Linked DNA regions of Danio rerio: region 1 is linked to region 2. A link is a contact called in public Micro-C data. All regions are on one chromosome and are shown on one strand. Each heading gives the region's core, a stretch centred on a gene start, on an enhancer-like site or on the middle of the called end of the contact. The rest is flanking DNA. Distances are from core to core; before and after follow the strand shown.

Evidence for each region. Hi-C and Micro-C count contacts between places; a contact is called where the count stands out from the background.
Region 1: a contact with region 2 is called in a Micro-C map of caudal fin, with 3 times the contacts expected there. The contact joins the promoter of moxd1 here to the promoter of epha7 in region 2. A contact is called at or near these places in 2 of 18 Hi-C or Micro-C datasets (caudal fin and an unstated tissue) and 1 of 4 datasets of contacts at active chromatin or transcription factors (embryo).

What each region holds. Positions count from the first base shown.
Region 1 is chr20:27,899,338-27,905,350 of GRCz12tu, reverse strand. moxd1 (monooxygenase, DBH-like 1) reads right to left here and starts at 4,663. Exons shown (of 12, transcript NM_001045206.2): 1 at 4,394-4,663. The coding sequence starts at 4,663. All of the region lies in intron 1 of LOC141379239 (a long non-coding RNA gene), which reads left to right. It overlaps LOC137488649 (a long non-coding RNA gene), which reads left to right. Exons shown (of 6, transcript XR_011007780.2): 2 at 1-91; 3 at 810-922; 4 at 1,014-1,055; 5 at 1,377-1,463; 6 at 1,848-2,844.
Region 2 is chr20:27,636,789-27,642,678 of GRCz12tu, reverse strand. epha7 (eph receptor A7) reads left to right here and starts at 4,533. Exons shown (of 18, transcript NM_001044979.2): 1 at 4,533-4,698. The coding sequence starts at 4,605.

The DNA of each region.
Region 1 (6,013 bases), core at 3,414-5,913, 260 kb before region 2:
AGTTTTGGAGGACACTTAGCACGAGACAACGGTCCGGCAGAGAGTGTTTTCCCCCAGAAGAATATGAATGAAAGACCAACAAATAATCCAGGTAAAAGCGCGTCTGTCTGTGCTGACAACACTCGACATTGATTTGAGCACCTCTATTAGCATTTGTTTGCTCGGCAACATTGGCTGAAGCGATCTTAAAATGGTAATGTTAACTGTTAGCTAAACTGAGCTAAGTTTATACTGAATTGGACTCAAACTCATTTTAACGTGCAACATTTAACTTATATTGATTTATACTATATATATTAGATGTTGTGAACTTATTTTTCTCTGGTTTAGAGTAACTTATAACGTTAGCTTGAGAAAATAACATCGCGACGTAACCTATAAGAACGTTAACGTAAATCTATAACGTTACAATATGCATAGAGGTAAAGTTGGTTTTATATTCCCACATTCGTTCATTTAGAAGACTCTATACTGTTTACCATGTTACTTTGAATATTCGATCAGAATTAGCATGCCAGTATGACTTGAAATCAACATTAACACTGTTTATTTGACCGTGAGCATGTTGTACTTTGATAGTCATTAGCTGCTAAAATGATTTCGCTATTTAGAGTTTGCAAATAATACTTTTATGAAATTAAATTATTAAGGGGGAAGTCTGAATCTGCTAATATAAAACCAATTTTACCTCTATGCATTATGCTAATAACCACCTTTTTGCTATTTATTGTTTGCTAATTATTTTTTTTATCACAACTCTTGACATTTGGTTTAACATAATTGTTACCATTATATTTTTTTCTGTTTAGATATGGCACTGGCACAGCAGCAGGTTTTGTCTGAAGAAACAAACAGCATTTCAGAGATCTTGATCAGCACAGCCTTATGCTTAAAAAATAAGCAAGACCAGTAAGCAACCAAGGTAAACAAATAAAAAAAAGTTGTGTGGAGGTTGTGGATTGTAGCATGGTATTCTTATCTGTATTTTTGGCTTTTTTATGGTCTCAATATAGAATACTGGGAGCCTGCCTGTGCAAACTGGACCTCATACAACAGTAAGTACTGTACATCTATTTGTTTCTCAATATATTAACGTTACTTTTAATACAAAATGTGTCACATGTTTAGTTGCTAGCTAAATAAAAAAATCGTTTTCCCTTTTTTATTAAACCATTTAGTAGTTTTTTTTTTCATCTTTGTTTATAATATTTTTGAGCAGATTGAGGTCTGTCATGGGTCAGACATTTCAAAATACAATAATTAGTATTGGGATACATGCATTTGTCTATGTATTAAATGTCTTTTTCCCCATTTCATGTTGCCTTAATATTTTGTAATAAATAAAATAATACAATTTTTTGTATAAATAATTCCAGAGGATGAAACAAAATGCACAGCAACAACCAGAGTGAGCCAGAAGATAGCAGGAGAAGTACTGAAGAGAATGACAACCATGAACAACAGTGAGTTATCCTTCTTTCACCAGCTAACTGAGAACTTGGATTAGGTGAGACACTCTCAATAGTTTTATCAGTATTCAGTCAGTTTTAGTTTATTAGGAATACATAAAACAAATAGTCTAATCTGTCCTGCAGTGAATCAACCCATCACAAATGCTACAATGTTTTTGTAAAACCTTGTTAGGGAAAAAAATAAACAGGACATTCTAGTTAGTTATCTTTTAAACATGGTAGTGAGCAGGTTATGAGCAGGAGCCAGTTGCTCAGTACCAGCTGAAAACTACCCCAACCTAGCTGCCATGCTTCAAAATAATTAACCAGTATATGATTTATTTTTTTTAAACAAGCTTCTTCTATGCTTATGTTAGTCTGTTTGTCCTTATCCAGAGTTCTTCATAATCCTGGACTGGGCCAAATCCTGACCAGATGCTGTGGTGGTCATGGAGGAGTGAATCCTAAAAGACACACGTGATCAATGAGTTTCCGCATTGATCCAATGGGCCAGCCTGACCACCCGCTGGTGAACTTTCAAGCCTCTGGTGCCTAGACTGCGGCATTGCACAAGTTTGGCTAGAGGAGAACTGGTCGTGCCCAACTGAGCCTGGTATCTCTCAAGGGATTTTATTCTACACTTTCGTCAGTTGGTGAAGTTTCTTCCATGCCACTGTCGCCACTGGATCACTTGGCTACGATCGGTGGATCGGTGGATTTGCTCTTCAGTGTTTGGACTTTCAGCAGTGACATTTACTGCTTCAATTCTGAAAACTGGACTGAAGCAGCTTCAATTTACAAGAACTTCTATGTTAAGCTGCTTTGACATCATTGATCTACATTGTAAAAGTGCAATAGAAATAAAGATGAATTGCATTTGAACATGTGAATTCAGACCTTGTTGAGCATTTGACACCAGAATTAGTAATATTTTAAAGTTGGGTTGTTTCTGAGTCGGCTAATAGTTACAAATATTTATTTTTCCAACAATATGCAATTCAGAAGTTTAAATTTTTATTGTACATGTATGTTCTAGTGCTTTGTGTGATTTATTTATTTTTAATGTGTTGATTTTAATGCTTAATGTAATTTTCACACATTTTCCTTAAATGCTTTAAGCATTTTTAATGTTTTAAAGAATGGAATATTTTGTAATTGTGTCTGGTTTAATGTCAGTAGTACTTAGTACAATTGGGTTTTTTTTTCTCAACAATATGCAGGTCAGACACTTAAATTAGTTTTGTACATGTATGTTAATGTGCTTTGTCATTTTCAATGTTTTTTTTTCTTAAAATAAAATATTTTGAATGATTGAAATGTAATGTTTTTACACATTTTTAAGCTTGTTTTAAGCATCTCCAATGTTTTAAATAAAGAGTGTTTATTTTGTTAATATTTTGTAATTGTGTCTTTTTTAGGTCTATAGTATTAAAATAATATTAATAAAATTATATTATAAAATATTTAGGACAAAATTAAAAGGTTTACAGTAGCTAACTGTTAACTTAGGTTTTTACAGTAGTTAACCATTTTCAGACACTACAGTAACATGCTGTAAACGGATTTACAGTTGTATACTGTAAATCTAAAATACAGTAACTTACTGGCAACAGTGTTGCCAGTAAGTTACTGTAAAAACCCTTTGAAATGTCTAACAGTGTGAGTAAATCGTATTGGTTTTTGTCTGCATGTGGTCACATTTAATAATCTTTGATCAAATTGTTTGGTCAGCGGCATCGACAAATGGCCTATTTTTTTTCAATACACATTTGTAATGGATACAGTATGTTTTAGAACACAATGTGTCATCGTTTATGCGTACAAAACTAAAACAGCAAGATATAGTGTCAAGGAGGTTTTAATGAAAGATTGCTAATGAACAGTGCTGAATACTAACAGTAAACATCTATGACTGCTGTATATTTCCAACAGCTGGATGGGGATTATAATGAGCAGGGAATGTGGCCAGCAGGTGTGTGTGAATATGTTTAAACATTGCCCTGCTTTCTTCTGAAACAGTGTTGTGTGTTTAAGTGCTGTCTGAATATAATCCAGGGTCAGCCGTATGCAGTCAGGTCAGTGGGTCATTGTCCATTACAACAGATTTCAGGACACAAAAAGCTATATTTAAATCATCAGACAGGGGACTTTAGTGTTGCTCACAATTTTGAAATATAATTATATAATGTTCCAATACATTTAGATTGCATGTATGTACTACACTGCAGTATTACATACTGAAATATTATTACTTGCATATGTTTTTAGCTCTATTTTGTAATGTGATTTATGGAAGGCAAAAATATGCATATGAAAATAAAAGCTTTGGACTATATTATATGACTAATAGGTATAAGACTCCCATTTGAAGTAATAAATTAGTAAGTACTGTTATGTTATATTTTAAGATGCAATATTTTATTATACAAGTTGTGTTTTCATTTTTTTTTTTTTTTTTGGTTAATTTTATTTGCCAATCCAAACTAATTATTAGCTGTTTATGATGTGTATAACTGTTATGTTTAAAAAAAAACACATATTATGCAAACAATATGTTTAAATAAGTTGAATAAGGTAATGCTAATGTTTGCCCTCTCCCCACTTTAAAAATAAAGTTTACTTTTAATTGTCATTCATTCATTATAACCAGTAGATATGGTTGTAAATAGAGGCAAAGACGTCATCTCAATCTTTATCCTATTTTTTTTCTTAGGCTGTTTAAAACTTTGGAATGTTTAAATCACAAATCCATAAACACTTTTTATTTTGAAAGAAAAAGCAAGGCAAATAAGACTTCATTCCCGTAGTTAAAATTGCAATAATCCGACACAACAAATATAAAAAACAACAATTGTACACTGGGACAGTCTAAACTGTACACAGCCCACTTTACAATTAAACGAGAGATGCGTTGGCAGGCAAAGGTGTGTGCGCACGCTTACCAGCAGATATGGGCTTCCGTTGAGCACACCGCCTATAACGATATCAGACGAAGACATCGCACCGGTGGGTGACAAACCGAATCCCACATACCCCCTCGTTTCCACTTCTATCTCAAAAGTTATCGTGGACTCGTCAAATCCCCACTTAATGTTGTATCTCCTCTCCGCATCCAGAGCAGCTGAATGAACAAACCGTGTCCCCTGTGAGCATGTTGAGCAAAAGAGTGAAGTTAAGAAAACAATTGCGCAAAAAAGCTTATTTTCAGACATATCGAGCTTAATCGCAAACAGTTCCTACTGCACTCAGGCACGCTTTTTATCCATAGAGCAGTTTATGGAAATATGCAACTTCCGAGGGCAAGAGTGTTTGTTTGCTTTGGTGCATTGGAGGCGAATGAGCCTTTCAAGCTTTGGCAGCCTCCCACCGCTGAACTGTTGAAACTTGTGTGTTTCCCCTTTGATGTGGAAAGACATTTAGCTGAACACCGTGTCGACGAGCGCGCGACGCGACACAAGTTCAACGACCACGTTATTATAAAACCGCTGCCTTCCAGACATTATAACCGACGGTGCTTTTACAACACACCGTTATAACACAGAGTAATTGTATTTCAAGTCCATTGGTTAGAACCGCTTAAATGTTGGATATTTTGACCATATTCAGGGTTCAAATACCGTTCATCAATTTTATTTTGGCTGTTGAAGCATATCATAAACTTAAAATATTATAGTTAATAGCATATTACATTAATTAATTAATGTAATAGCAATTAAAAAGTAGCCCATATTGTATTAATCTAGACATCCTATATACACAACGACAACAACAACAACAACAACAACAACAACAACAACAACAACAACAACAACAACAACAACAGGCCTTTGTAACTCCTACAGTACAATATTTAATTTTTTAAAGTCTGAGAACAAGACCTCCTTGGTACTCCTGTGGTGCTCAACCAGCATTTACAGAGACACATTATAAGTCTCAAAATGACTATAAACAATTAAAAATGAGATAAAATGATCATTAAAGTAAGCATGCAATAAATAAATAAATGTATATTTATAAAATTTTTTATTTATTTTTTAAACAAATAAGCGCTAATAAAAATACAATACACCAAGCCAATATTTTGTATTTACAATATGTTTGTGAGTGTGAAATACTGTGTATACTGTATGTCACTGTAGTGCAACGTGCATTCAGCATGTGAAGATAACACATAAGAAGTGCACAGCTTTGAAAAACTGTTTAGCATTCACAATATCAGCATTTTTGAACTGAGCAAACATCATATTTGTACAGTTATCTCTTACTCTGGAAAACAACAACAAAAATTTAATCACTGTACCAGTTGGACAAGTAAATCAAGTAAGGCAACTTGTCTATGAATTTTGGCAACTTGTAAACTTTTTTGTGTGAGAGAGAAGAGTAAAAATTAGGCAAAAGTTTGTAAATATGTATGTATATATAAATCCACTTCATTTGAATCAAACCAAGACATCAGAAACTTAGATCTTTATAAATACACACCTCAACATAAGTTATTTCATAAAAATTAGGAAATATGATGAGAACTATATGGAAATATAGTGGAGTATGTGAATGTTGCC
Region 2 (5,890 bases), core at 3,284-5,783:
CCTATAAAAAGTACTAAAAATTGCCTGCAAGCTCTCACTGAGCCCATGTTTCTCCAGCCGTCCGCCAGGCGTTCAGTCCCTCTGGATATTAAATCTCTGGGTGGTTTTCCCTTCAGGCCCTCAAAGAATCCAGACAGCCTGACTGCTCCACCCAGCCTGGGCTATAGAATCCAGCCATCAGCTTGCCTTTCTGAAGGTGTTCTGCTCAAATTTTGAATAAACCTGCGATCATAAATGATATTATCTAACAGCACTTTCTGTTCAATTCAGATCACTTGTTTAGTGGCTTCAGATGAACTGAGAGAAAAAAAAAAAAACAAAAAAAACAAGAAGTCCTGAAGGAAAATAATGTCAGAATAGAACAGCATGTTATTGCCTGCTGATGAAGAAATCTTGTCTAAACCCTTTGTGCGGTGAAAAATGCCACAAATAAATTCCAAAACGATCAGACATAATAAGAACACCTTGAACAAGTCATGTCCCAGTTTTTTTGTACACGTTCTTTGTTGGTTACAAGCACTTAAATATAGGCAGACACTTACAAATGTGGTCAGTTTGTTGGTATCCCTTCAGGAATATAGTGTTTGGAACATTTCAAACAAATAAGGAACGAATGAATGAACAAATAAACAAACAAATAAATAAAATAATACTCTAAAGTATACAACAACAGTGCACCAGCAAAATTCAACAATATTGCTTTAGGACTCTAGTACTCTTCACTCTGTGCCTGTTGTTTATCTGAATATTGGTGAAATGATAATAACGGTTAGTGTTATGACAGAGGCTGGCAATTCTTCTCAAGGAAGACACACTCAAAATGAAGTATCCTCTAAAATGATTAGCTCTTTGTGAGGGTTCAGCTTAGAGCTCAATGTGGAGTCAGGTATAACGTCGCTTACACAAACTGTCATCTCCACATGACTACTAGAGTGTAATCCCAGTTTAAACAAAAGAATTCAATTAACCGATGCCATGACAACATTAAGCTGATGAGGACTCACTAACGTGGCTGCTGAACGTGTATTCTGGAGTTTCTCTTGCGAAGATTTGTTTTAACAGAAATGTTAAAAACTGCAATTAGAATTTGAACAACCGCAAGAGGGAACCTGGCAAGCCTGGCGCTATCACTCGAGACTCAGTTGAATAAGAATGTTAATCAACATTTTGTTGATTATAAATATTCAAACGTGAATTCATACATGCTTACATGGTTTGGTTTAATCCTGCTCAGATAATGTGATCCAAACAAGTGTTGAAAATGTTGTCCTTTTCACACCTGCTAACTAGTTTAAGCTACTAAAGTATGCTTGTTTGAAATATTCACTATAATTGAAACTAGTTTAACATGCAGGTAATAAACAACATGCAAATATGCAACACAGGAGTGTGCATCAAGGGTAAAGAGGATTAGAAATCATTTGCATAGTAAACAGGCCAAACAACAACAACAAAAATAAATAAATATGAGGTAAATAAACCTTGAAATGAGTCCTTGTCTACCTTCATCCATTTGTGCAGCACAGAGTTTATTAATCAATATTTGTGGGGCATAATTACAGTTGTTTTACTCATTCTAGGAAATGGAGATTCATAAGTGACCTGTAACAAATGCATTATACGTTCGAGGGGTAATGAGGTCCCTTTCATGCTTTCATTTATCAGTGATTTGGCAAGTCATCTGAGCAGCAGGAAATTAACTTTACACTTTTTAATTGTGTTTTGTGTTTATCTCGATTCCTTGGCGCCGCTTAAAACCCCAGCAGCTCAATCTTCATAGAGAACGTTTCTTGAGCAGTAACGCATATAATGAATCAATGCATCCACACCCATCGGCCAGAATCAGCAGGGCACTTTCCTTCATTAGGTGACCTTCTGAAAACACAGCAGTCAATGTTTATCTGTGTTTGTCTGTCTCGATGTCTTTATACCTGCACAACAGACCTCCTGCCCTTCACTGGCCAATCAACAAGACTGTATGCTTTCAGCAACCATTTTAGTTTCAATGCATTTTATACACAATCACACTCTACAGTTGTTAGTTAGTTATTATGTCCATTAATTTATGTTACTGCATGAACTGCTCATGAACAACAAGCTTTATATTATCTGTAACACTTATACAATAATGATCTGTTAGTTCATTTTAGTTATCGTACTTACTAACATAAACAATACAGTATTTATTCATCTATGTTGATGTTGGTTAATGAAAATTATATTGTTCATTGTGGGCGACAGGGTCGCTCAGTGGTTAGCACTGTCGCTTCACAGCAAGAAAGTCACTGTTTCAAGTTCCGGCTGGGTCAGTTGGCATTTCTGTGTGGAGTTTGCATGTCCATGTGGGTTTCCTCCACAGTCCAAAGACATGCGCTATAGGTGAAATGGGCAAACTAAATTGGCCGTAGTGTATGTGTGTAAATGAGTGTCTATCAGGGTGCATCCACGTTTTTGCTACTAAAATTTCAAGAATTTTCCATTTTTTTCCCAAGACTTTCAAGTAAATTTTCAAGAACTAATTTTTCATACAATGTCTACGTATGCGTAGTAAAAACAATACATGTTAAAATTTATTACAGCATATTGTAAAACACGCAACAATTTATTCAGTTACATTTATATTTATTAATTCATTTACTTATTTATTCATTTTCTTTTCAGCTTAATCCATTAATTAATCTGGAGTCGCCACAGTGGAATGAACCGCCAACTCATCCAGCATATGTTTTGAGCAGCCGTTGCACTTCCATCTGCAACCCATCACTGGCAAAACATCTATACACACTCATTCACACTCATACACTACAGAGAACTTTAGCTTACCTATACCACATGTTTTTGGATTGTGGGGAAAACCGAAGCACCCAAAGGAAAACATGGGGAGAACGTACAAACTCCATACAGAAATGCCAACTGACCCAATCGAGGCTTGAACCAGTGACCTTCGTGCTGTGAGGCGATTCTGCTACTCCCTGTGCCATAGTGATGCCCAATTTATATTTATATCTATAAAAATGTATTTAGATAATGCTTACACATTAATATGCATTATTAATGCGAGAGTGTATGATTAACCAAGGACAAAAAAAAAATAAGTAAAATCAACTAACCTATATTCAAGTATACACATAAACGGCGTTTTCCATTACTTTTCCAAAACTTTGTGGGTTTTTCTGTTTTTCCAAAACTTGTCCTGGAAAATGCCATGTCAAAATTCCATGACTTTTCCAGGTTTTCCATGACCGCATGAACCCTGGTCTATGGGTGTTTCACAGTGTTGGGTTGCAGCTGGAAGGGCATCCTCTGCGTAAAACATATGCTGGATAAGTTGGCAGTTCATTCTGCAGTGGCAACTCCTGATAAATAAAGAGACTAGGCCGAAGGAAAATTAATGAATGAATGGATATTGTTAGTTTATTTTAACTGACTGCATTGACTAATGTTAACGTGCACAATTTTGCATTTAATGCATTAGTAAATATTGAAATATGATTAATAACAAGTATTGCTTATTTGTAGCTAACAAATGAAACCTTATCATAAAGTGTGACCATATCATCTATGTTAATGTTAATTAATAAAAGATGTCATGTTTATTTATTTATTTCTTGTAGTGCTGGTACTCACTGACTTGCATTTTATGGAATCATCAATGATCACAATTTTGTAGGGAGCAAATCAGCCACATCTCAGGGAGGCCTGAGAGTGAGTAAAATCTTAGGATAATATTATCATTTTTGGGGTAACTATCCTTTTAACTGAGATCTATCTATCTACAATTAACAAAACAATAAAGAAAAATAAATAAATATCTTAAGCTAGATGTGAGCATTTAGATCTATTTCTATTTGACCTTTACGGAAATCGTTTGATTGCTGCAACTCGTGCAGGTTAGTGACAAAACAAAAAATTGCAAGCTCAAAACAGCTGCCAGACAAAACAGGTTATGATGATGTTTAATGGTTTACCTGCTGATGATGTAATGCTTTTCAATGACTTGAGAAAAACATGAACGTTTCATCGGATGTCGTGACATGCTTGAGTGCCCTACCCACGGTTCAAGTCTTATCTTGATAGAGTAGACTTCTGTGTTTTAAGTGCTGTGACAGGGAAAGTTTCCTCACCCGCTCTCAAAGATGTTTTGATATTTTCTCTGTAACTGACTGAATTCATTAAGCCACGTTTAACTGTTCATAAAACGTTATTACCTTTTAGTTCATTATTTCCAGTCGAACTTTACAGCATTGCTTAGTCTTTCTTGAAATAACGACAGCAAACATTGTCCGACAACGTTTAATCCTAGAAGTCCGAGAACCCCACGCTTGTCTGTTTTAGACTAAAATTAAGGATCCGCCTTCGCTTTAAGCTGATTCGCCCGTGTTTTTACACGAAAGCCTTTCGCGCGCCAAAGGTGGGTGTGCTCTCTGTCAGTCAAGATAAGTGACACGCCGAATGCGCTAAGCCCCGCCCCCCAAATGCCGAGGTATTTGAGTGAGAGACGGCTGTTTTATTCACCCAGAGAGCTGGTGCTGGAGCGTAGTCAATGGGAAGGGAACGCCGCGTTGGAAAAAGCGCACACTGTTTAGCCAACTTTCAACTACACCATGGTTTGCACCTCAGTTTCGTGTGTGTGGATTATATTTTGCCTTCATTTATGTTTTTATGTGAACACTGGAATAGCACAGAACACAAGAGAGGGTGAGTGCGAAAGTTTCCTTTATTGCATCTTGACAGCGCGAACAAATCATTAGTTACAGCAGATACTGTATCGACAATGTGACAGACAAACAGATAATTGTTTTTATCACACATTAGACAATGATATGCGCCTGTCTCTGATAATGCGAGTATTTTTATCCCTGGCGCATAGACTTTCGCCAAGACACGAAGACGAGTGATTTACAACTGCACAACGCGACTAAAAATGAAAACACAGACAGCAGTTTTTATCTGGTTAAGATACCCTCACCTCCATGTATCTTCTGGTTATCAGCTGCTCGTTTGTCGTGCTTTCCATTCAGTGCAGTGAAACAACAGCAATATCAAACTTGAAAAAGATCTGCTTGTGGCTTGTTAACCAGCCCGGCAGAATACGGACAATTCTGCAACTGGACTGCGACATGTGCGATCAGCTTCAGTTAGTAGAAAAGGAATTGTCCGGGATGAAAACCTCCTGCAATCATACAGCAATCGAACTGCTTCATTACCAAGTTATCGAGCAGATAGCCTACAGAATTAACACACAGATCGCTGTGTTATTATTACAGCAGTTCTGTGTCTGAAGCTGCTGAAAATATGTATATCACACACTTCAGCATCGACTATAAAACATATAGCATGAACCCGAGGTATCGTTCGTCCGGACTGAAACCTGAAATTGATGAATCCCTCTGTGTACTTCCAATACATTGATCTTATGGCTGTTGTGTGTAGCTAGTTCAGTTATATGAGAAGAGTCCTGAAAAGGCAACACTCTCAGTTCCTCGTTTATTTATCGGATTATTTTGTATTTATTTATTAATTTTGGATTAAGATCGTGCTGTCTGTCCTATGCCCCCTTGAGAGTTTATAATTACAATTTCCCCTTAAGTCGTTATTTATTATAACTCATTCTCTTCAGTTTAGTCACTCGATCACTCAAAAAGCAGATAACAGTTCAGCGAAATGTATTTGACTAACAAAATAGCGATTAATTTCGCACGCGTTTTAGCCGGCGCGCGCGCATCCGCGTAATATTCTCACTGGTTTACACAAGGGAACTTTAGCGATTTTTCGATCGCACAGCTGAAGCGAAAGCGTGCCTGTCGGTTATATTGACACACGAACAGGTGTTGCGCAGGTTTCAGAGGTGTTGGGTGCTTATTGTCATAAATCTCCACCGCTGTCTGCT